3 separate regions of the Mus musculus genome follow, and regions 2 and 3 are each linked to region 1. A link is a contact called in public HiChIP or PLAC-seq and promoter capture Hi-C data. All regions are on one chromosome and are shown on one strand. The core of a region is the stretch at or near the end of the contact, and the rest is flanking DNA. Distances in the headings are between cores, read along the strand shown. Region 1 overlaps Lrrk1 (leucine-rich repeat kinase 1). Region 2 overlaps Asb7 (ankyrin repeat and SOCS box-containing 7). Region 3 holds the start of Lins1 (lines homolog 1).

Region 1 (2,700 bases), core at 140-2,639:
GAGAAGCTGGACAGTAGAGAAGCAGGTGAGGTACAGAAAGTGCAGAAGGTGCGGGAGTGACCGCTGTGATCTGGAAAGTCAAGCAGAGGCTACAGTAGCAGAGGCAGGGAAGCAGAGACAAGCAGGAAAGAGACACGGAGGGCACAGTTGCCCCGTCCCCACATGTACTCAAGGGGAGTCCAGGATTGCCCTTCCACACCAATATCTGCAGGTACTCAACCTGTTTTATTAAATGATGTAGCACGTGCAGGTGGCATCCACAGGTTACTGATGACACTCAGCACTACGTAAGTGTAAGCTAATAATTGTCCTATGGGAAGCCTTACGAGCATGGGCTCTGAAAGCGGCCAACACAGAGGTCATTTTTTTCCCACGCTTATTTTTGACACTCAGTTGAATGCACAGGTGGAGCCACGGATTGAAAAAGGAGTGGGTTCCTTTTTATCAAAATAAGTCTATAATAAAAAAATTTTAAAAGTGGGCGTGGAGGGATGGGTCAGGGATAGAGTTCTAGCTGCTCTTATGGAGGATCCGAGTTCAATTCCCAGCACTCATATGGCAGATGGCCACTATCCATACCTCCAGGCCCAGGGGATCTGACACCCTCTTCTGTCCTCCTGGGGACACCAGACTTGCATGTGGTACACAGTCATACATGCAGACAAGACACTTATATACATAAAATTAAATAAATAAATTCTCAAAAAATCAAATAAAAATAAAAATTTTTAAGAATTATCTAATACAATCTACTCTAAGAATATAATTGAATCGGTGAGAATAATTCCCAAATTGAATTAAGACAAGTTCTCAGAAATGGCAGGATACTAGGCAAGAAATTGGAAAAGGAAGTGGGAAATGTAGAAAAAGAAAGAAGAATATAAAATATAAAGAAAAGAGAAAGGAAAAAAAAAGCCAAGTCAGCTCCATTAAAGGAGTAGTGAAATAAAATCTTAAGGAAAGACAGACTGACCAAAATTGAGACATGGAAGCCAAGGGGTGGGATGGATTGAGGGAGGCAGGAGGGAGGGAGGGAGGGAGGGAGGTGGGAGGGAGAGAAGCAATCATGAGGCACCATGAGCAGCAGCTGGAACAAGACAAAGCATGCACCAAAGAATAGAAAATAAATAAAATAAATAAAGTCATGGGACCAGCCAAGAAAAATGGGACTTCTCGAAGAGGCGTTGAGCTCCAGGTCCCGGATAGGGTAAGTACAACCTTGTCAGGTAAGCAAGCAAGGCCACTCTCTGACAGATGGTTTGTGCCAAACACAGAGGAAGCAACCAAAGGGGCCTACTAGCCAAAGAGGAACAATTTAGCTCATAGTGATACTGAGAGGGTAAAGCCCTCATTGGTTGCCTGTGAAGGATACTCAGGAGCTGACTCACCATAGAAAAACAAACAGGGAAGAGCCAAGAGTCCTGACATTCCCCCATAGCTGACACCAAAGGAAGCACAGAGAAGATGCTGCCTAGAGATGCCTATCTGCTAATCCCTGAAGAAGGATCTAAGAGCACCCTTTCCTCTTGTTGAGACAGGATCTGATGTAGCCCAGGTTGGCTTCAACTCACTGCAGAGTCAAGATGACCTTGAACTTCTAATCTTCCTGCCTTTGATTCCTGAGTGCTGGGGTTATGGGTATTTGTTATCACACCTGGTTTCATAAAGAACTGGGGATCAAAGCCAGGATTTCCCACTGTGTACACACTGGAAAACCCATCAGGACCTTAATAATGACACCAGTTAAAAAATCTCTGGGAAAAAAAAAATCTAAATATCAAAGAGAGACACCAGACATTCTTTAACTCCTGAGGCAAAGTAGGAGGGACATGCACAGACCCCTGGTGCTCTTGCCAACAAATCTCCCTGAATCTATCCAGCCCTCCAGGTCCAAAGAAACCGTGGGGAAGAGGAAAACAAGCCAGCCCACACAAGAATGCAAAGCCAAGATCCAGACAGTGGGAACCGGCAAAGATCATGTGGATTTATCAGCAATGAAACTGCACAGAAAACAGAAATGAGGGAGAAAATAGAAAGTAAGAGTCTTAGGACAGTGTTGCTCTACAGGACACAGAGACAACACCAGCCAGCTGAACTGGAGAAAAACAGTAGTTAAAATGAGTGAATAGATAAAGGAGGCACACACAAATACCGATTAGATAATATTAATGGAATTTTTTAAAAAAAATTTAAAGTATGCATGTAATGTGCCCTGAATGCTTTTAGACTTCTGAAGTTGTAAATCTGTGTGTAGGTCCCAGGCATCTGGAGAGAGGTAGAGCATTCACAGACCAAGACGGGCCAAGTGTAAATTAGCTGACGCCACGTGACAGACACCATGGAGTTTATTACATTAGTCTCTTTCATTTTGTGATGCACACACACACCACACACACAACATTAAATGGAGAGAAAGCATAAAATGTTACACAGGCTAAAGGTTTATGGATGAGAAAGCCACCACTGTGAACTCAAGCTTAAGAAAGCATAGCTCCTCCTGTCCAAACACTAGCCAGGCCCGACCCTGCTTAGCTTCTGAAATCAGATGAGAACAGAGACTCACAGAGTTGTGTGCAGTAGACAGAACCTGTGGTTTCTGAGCTTAAAAAGTAGCAAGGGGAAGCGGGCATCTGTCTGTTCTTTGGAAGAAAAGGAAACTAGAAGACAGGGAGTGGGTGGGAAGGTGGGAAGGCAAGGTTT
Region 2 (2,852 bases), core at 201-2,700, 290 kb after region 1:
ATCAAGCCCAAGTCAACGGGAGGAGGAGGGGGAAGAGCAACACTGTTTAAAGATAGGCCCTGCCAGCAGACCCGCAGCACCTCGCCCCTCCTGCTGGTCAACCTGAGACTTTCAGCCTCCGATCGCAGCCTGAATCACACTTCTCCCCTGTCTCCAGCTATTTTTGTGTTTTTTCCTTGTGCTACTTCTTGGCCTAAAGAGAAGCATGCACAGCAACACTGCTGCTCTGAATTACAGCATCCTACAGTCAGCCAGACTTGTTTTAAAATTTAGTAGGGTGTGTGTGTGTGTGTGTGTGTGTGTGGAGGGGGAGGCAAAGAACCAAGGTGCTGCTGCTATGTTCCATGAAAGAAGCAGGTGAGACCTGTGCTGAATGGCACAGCATGATACAGTCTGTGCACAGGACTGAGACAGGACCTCGAGTTCAGCTACAGACGGTCCTGTGAGCGTATCAGCAAGTGCTTTAGTTGCAAAGACGGGAGAAACCTCAGCACTGTATAAATACTGCTTTTCAAACGACTGTTGTAAAGACTCCTAAACCACAGATCCCTGGGAAGGAAACCTCCCAGGGATCATCTACCCAGCGGCTCTCTGAGCTACAGACCTTCGCCACCTACGCTGCCCTTCCTGTGGCGCCAAAGGTCAGCAAGCTGTGGCTCACATCTCACTGGCGTCCCTGTGTCCCTGGGACAGAGACAAGAATGACCTCCCCTACATGGTGGACCCGACTTCCTGGCAGCAAGTAAACCAGCCGAGGAAGAGCGCCCAGGTGGGCCTAGTGACAAGCATGACAATGCTCCTACATAACTCAGCTGTTATGTACAAAAAAAAAAAAAAAAAAAAATGTTCTTCACAGGCACAAAATGCCTCCAAATCTATGTGATTAAATACTTATGTACTGTTTAATAAGATCTTATTTAGTTCCAGACTACAACAGCTGGAGTCTCTTACAAGAGACTGCGAGGCAGAAAATGGTATGTTGAAATATTAATAATACCGTAGCGGGTGAAAACTGCAGTTAAAGAGTTGTTAGCAAATAGAACCTGTAAAAAGTAAACTATTACTTTAACTCCTTGCAATATTTGACATAATGTGACAGATAACAACAACAATAAAACCACCAACAACAAAAAAGAAGGCCTCGGCAATGGCCTTAACTAAAAGAATATTCAGTATCTAGGACGATGTAACAGGCAAGCCAGAAAGCTGATGTAAAGCACTCTGCTGCCACCTACTGGAAGAGTCTGATCATGCACTACTCATTCATCTTTCGCTACGGGTGACTGAGCTCTCAGACCAAACTGATTTAAAATTAGATTAAGTGATGGCTGGAGAGATGGCTCAGTGGCTGAAACTCTTGCTGCTCTTTCAGAGAACCTGGATTCAGTTCCCGACACAGGTATCAGGCAGCTCATAACCACCTGTTTCTTCAGCTTCAGGGGAACCTATGCCCTCTTCTGGTCTTAGCAGGGACTACATGTATAAACATAAATCCATGCTCGTTCGTTCGTTCATTCATTCATTTTCTCTCTCTCCTCCCCCCTCTCACACACTCACTTTCTCTCTCTCTCTCTCTCTCTCTCTCTCTCTTTCTCACACACACACACACACACACACACACACACACACACACACTACCACAAAATGACAAAAGGTGTCTTTATACCTGGCCACTTATTTCCAGATAATCCCTCTTGATCCTTTAGTGGATCTTGGGAACCCTTCGCTCCGCTCCTCCGACCTTTGAAGGTGCAGTTCTCTTAACCACACCCTACAGCCATGCTAGTTGACAAGTCAAGCTACAATACGGTCAGGAAGTTACACCTGCGTGTCTGGTTCTCACTGTATGCCTAGGTAAGGCTCCGCTTACATTCTAGTGCTACACTGAACTAAGAAAACACAGATTAACACAGAGCAGTGGCCTAACTCATCTCAGCACAACTCATTCAAATAAACTAACCAACCGCTTCCTGCAAGCAAAGGACAGAAGCAAGAACTAGAAGATAATAATGCATAAAAACTATAGCCATTGTCCCCAGGAAAAGGTGATGACATGAAACAGGGCCTGTGAGGGCACAAATTAGTCAGTGGGATGTGGTAAGAGCTCACTTGCAGCTCCAATAAAAACTGCAGGACACTGTCTTAGTGAGAAATGTGTAACACACAGCAAAAACCACCTGACTGGATTTCCTTAAGCTTCTTCATAGGTCTCTGCTGTTTCTCTGTATCAGTGAGATTTCTGAGTGCTCTGCCTAAAGTAACAACCCCACTGAGCTTCTCTGCTTCCTTACTAGATAGCTATCTACCCACCAGTGAGACCCAGTTAAAACAAACAGTAGCATAACATATGGAAACAACAAAGACACATCACTGTGCCGTGTGAGGTCTGTTTACTAAAGGCTTTATCAAGTGGAAGTGTGATTTGTTTATCAAGTACACATAAGCTCCAAGAATTCACAGTCGCATTAACTAAAAGCACTCAACATCCACAACAGGTTTGTTCACCCAAAGTCCCTCCTGCCTTTCACAACCAACATTCTACCTAGATTCTCGGAACCAAGCAGATGGAGGGCACAGCTTGGCTTTCGCAGGCTTTCACTAGGAAGGGGTCAGCTGCAGAAGCTGGCTGACTAACGTCACTTCGCAGGTGCTTCTGAGCAGGACTGGCTTATCTGCAATGGGAGGCTCTGGGAGCGATGCTATCACATACATGTCTGTTTCTGTTTCTCTTTGTAACGGAGGAGGACTGCAGACTCTGATGTTAAGAGTTTAATGGTGTGAGAAGCTTACTGTGCAGCCTGCGGTCAGTGTGTATGTGTGTGTGTGTGTGTGTGTGTGTGTGTGTGTGTGTG
Region 3 (2,720 bases), core at 205-2,704, 320 kb after region 1:
GGGCAAAACAGTAAACTGTGGTTTAATTAAAAGCAGAATCATTCAGAATTAACAAGCAATTAACATGGAATTGAAGAATTCCTATGAGAGTATGTAAGGCGGGGAACTACAAAAAGGTCTCCAAGCCTCCGAGCAGAGTACATGACACAGTATACCAAAAGATAATGCAAAACACGGAAACGCTCTGATCAGGTCCCAGAAGACGTTTCTGGGCTAGAGAAGTTACTGGGGTGTTAAGGACCAGGCATGGGCAGTGCTTCTGGTTTTGCTAGGAAACTAGGATCTAAGAAAGCTTGCATTCCCAGGCAACCACCCTGGAAATAAAGCGTTACTTAATGAGGTAGGGGCCAGGAGTAAACAATGGGGGAAGGGAGGTCTGCCTCTTTACCTTTCAAGAGGATGCTGGTCCAAAGCACTCTGTTTATTGCTCCTCTGGTGGGTGGCCAGACCCCTTCTACTCGCGAGTGTCCTCCAGCAAGCTCAAACCTGGAAAACAGAAACCGATCAGTGGTGCAGTGATCCAGGGGCGAGGAGAGGGCTCTGAGGATGGGGGAGCTTAGCAAAGGCTGGAGGGTGGCAAGGGCAGGCAGGCTAGAGCAGGGCTTCTCCCCCAACCCCCACCCAGCCAGCCCCCTCCCCTCAAGGGAGGAAGAAACTGACTTTACCTGTGTCCTCAGTTGCAGCTCCTCTCTCTCCTTTCAGCCTCCTGCACATTCACCAACTTCTCCATTGAAGAAACACCCCAGGCAGGGCCGGACACCGTGTTCCTGATCCTCCTGGGTGCTTCACGGCCCCAACCCAGAGAGCATCCAGATAGTCGATCAGGCTGGGGGTGGCGGTCTTGGCCTCGGAGCAGCCTCCGGGAAGGGGCGCTGGGAGGAAGTGCCGGCTGGGTGGGGGGGGGGGGGGGCAGTCCCGGTCCAGGGGCTCAGACCAAGGGTCTGCCGCGCGCCGGGCCGGAGGCTTTCAGCTACCGAGGGACTCAAGAGGTCTGGGGACAGAGAGACCCTAAGTCATACCAGGTCCGAAGTGTCAGCAGCAGGGTGTCCCGACAGGGGGCTTTCGGGATGCACTTTGCACTGGGCCACCCCCGCCCCCTCCTTCCAGCACTTTGGGGTCACTGGGATGGGACCAAGCCTTCGACAGCCAATCAGCTGCCGCACTGGAGCCTGCGCTCCAAGCCGTAAACCAGATCCGCGGTGGGTGGGGGTTGGGGTAGGGGGTGGGGGCGACTTGGTTGGTTGGTTGCTTCCTTCTCCTCACACAGATGCCCCCACCCCCTGGCTGTCGTAAAGCTGCCCGCGGATTCGCGACAGTTAGAGGAGGCGGGCTAATAGAGGCTGGGACTTGTCTCCGATTGGTCGCTCTCCCTTCGTCCCCTCCGCTTCCCCGCAGCGGTTCTCCAGGCTCCACCCCCAGCCTGGAGACTCTAAGCGGTTGCTAAGAGACACTGTACTACGAATGGGGCTTCTACGCCTGCTGAGGGAGGGGCCGGCAAGGCCTTCCGTGGAGTACGGTGGCCTGGAGTAGGCAGCTGTGGGCACGAGTGGCCGGGCGATGGCTGCGTGGCCCGGCGGGATGGCAGCCAGGTAAGCAGGAGCCCAGGTTGAGCTGGGTGGCTGGAGCGACACGTGCGTGGCAGGCTGAGCGACGGGGGAGGCGACAGGGCCGAGAGCAGGCGATGAGGGCCCCTACTCGTCGTCGCTCTGCGGTGCTTCTTGGAAGCGAGTGGCGATGTTTGGTGCATCTGTCGGTCTCTGAGACCCGGTTAGCTTCCAGGCTGCCTCGCCCAGCCTGCGAGAGAGCACGCTCTTTGGGATCGCGAGGCTGGTTCAAGGGCTTGCCTGCGAGGATAGCGACCCTAGTGGTTTCTTGTGAATGAAAAGAGCCGGGGGAGGGGGGCGCAGAGTGGGCACATTGATACATTGTTTAAATGCATTGATTCTTTTAGCAAGTGTCTACTGGGTTGACACTACTCTAGTTGTTGGGGAGACTTTGTGAACTTTTCTTTCCTTTCTTTCTTTTCTTTCTTTTTTTTTCTTTTATCTTAACAAGAGAAGATGAAACTGCAGAATGATTAGGGAAAAAAAAAAACCCACAAAGTAATGGAATACAGTTTGACTAGGATGCGCTAGACTCTTAGATTGTGAGCCAGGTCTCCCAGAGAATGACATTTATGCTCTGTGAATGACAAAAAAAACTAGCCAACAAAGATCTGAGGGAAGGCCTTTACAAGCAGTTAATCTGAAGTGCAAAGCCTTTGGTACTTTAATAAGTTTAGGGGAACTGTGACTGAGTAAGGGGAAGAAAGATGGAAATGAGATTAGGGGGTGTGGGCAGACTGCAGATTTTGCAGGAATGTATAGGTCATGCCAGAATGATTCCCGTTTCTATGTTTTGCATTGATCACATAATAGAGAAAGCTGTTATGGGAATTGGATTCCTGGGGATGATGTAACCTATTGCGATATTTTGTTGCAGGTGGGAGTCAGTGTTCGATTTGCCTCTGGGTCTTTTTTTTTCTAGGCTGATACTCGTAGAAAAAGTATTCCTTTGATGTCTTCCACAGGAGTAACTTCTTTTTTTTTTTTTTTTTTTTTTTTGGGATTATTCAGACTTAAAAAGAGATTCTTTTTTTTTTATTTTTTTCATTTTTTATTAGGTATTTAGCTCATTTACATTTCCAATGCTATACCAAAAGTCCCCCATACCCACCCACC

The links. HiChIP or PLAC-seq counts read pairs in DNA pulled down with a chosen protein or histone mark. Capture Hi-C pulls out chosen DNA fragments and counts their contacts.
Region 2: a contact with region 1 is called in a promoter capture Hi-C map of adipose tissue. The contact joins two enhancer-like sites. A contact is called at or near these places in 9 of 39 promoter capture datasets (the C10 cell line, cranial neural crest, embryonic stem cells and 4 more), 1 of 15 datasets of contacts at CTCF or cohesin (the NIH/3T3 cell line), 6 of 115 datasets of contacts at active chromatin or transcription factors (the NIH/3T3 cell line, acute myeloid leukemia, bone marrow-derived dendritic cells and 3 more) and 3 of 9 other capture datasets (adipose tissue, embryonic stem cells and pancreatic islet).
Region 3: a contact with region 1 is called in an H3K4me3 HiChIP or PLAC-seq map of bone marrow-derived macrophages, with 2.6 times the contacts expected there. The contact joins the promoter of Lins1 here to the enhancer-like site in region 1. A contact is called at or near these places in 3 of 39 promoter capture datasets (3T3-L1-derived adipocytes, the HPC-7 cell line and cranial neural crest), 9 of 115 datasets of contacts at active chromatin or transcription factors (the 230-238 cell line, bone marrow-derived macrophages, embryonic limb bud and 5 more) and 2 of 9 other capture datasets (adipose tissue and liver).

Annotation. Positions count from the first base shown.
Region 1 is chr7:66,367,897-66,370,596 of GRCm38.p6, forward strand. All of the region lies in intron 2 of Lrrk1 (leucine-rich repeat kinase 1), which reads right to left. Among named protein-coding and RNA genes, the nearest start is that of Mir7057, 12 kb to the right of the region's middle. Within about 2 kb of position 1,390, at least 99 of the 459 cell types and tissues checked have an H3K27ac peak or open chromatin away from gene starts, as enhancers often do. A contact at or near this core is called in adipose tissue, bone marrow-derived macrophages, liver and 2 more, where this site is marked.
Region 2 is chr7:66,660,446-66,663,297 of GRCm38.p6, forward strand. The region is part of intron 4 of Asb7 (ankyrin repeat and SOCS box-containing 7); the gene reads right to left. Among named protein-coding and RNA genes, the nearest start is that of Asb7, 28 kb to the right of the region's middle. Within about 2 kb of position 1,451, at least 51 of the 459 cell types and tissues checked have an H3K27ac peak or open chromatin away from gene starts, as enhancers often do. A contact at or near this core is called in adipose tissue, where this site is marked.
Region 3 is chr7:66,688,435-66,691,154 of GRCm38.p6, forward strand. Lins1 (lines homolog 1) reads left to right here and starts at 1,455. Exons shown (of 8, transcript NM_152815.2): 1 at 1,455-1,589. Asb7 (ankyrin repeat and SOCS box-containing 7) reads right to left here and starts at 1,127. Exons shown (of 6, transcript NM_080443.2): 1 at 666-1,127; 2 at 389-486.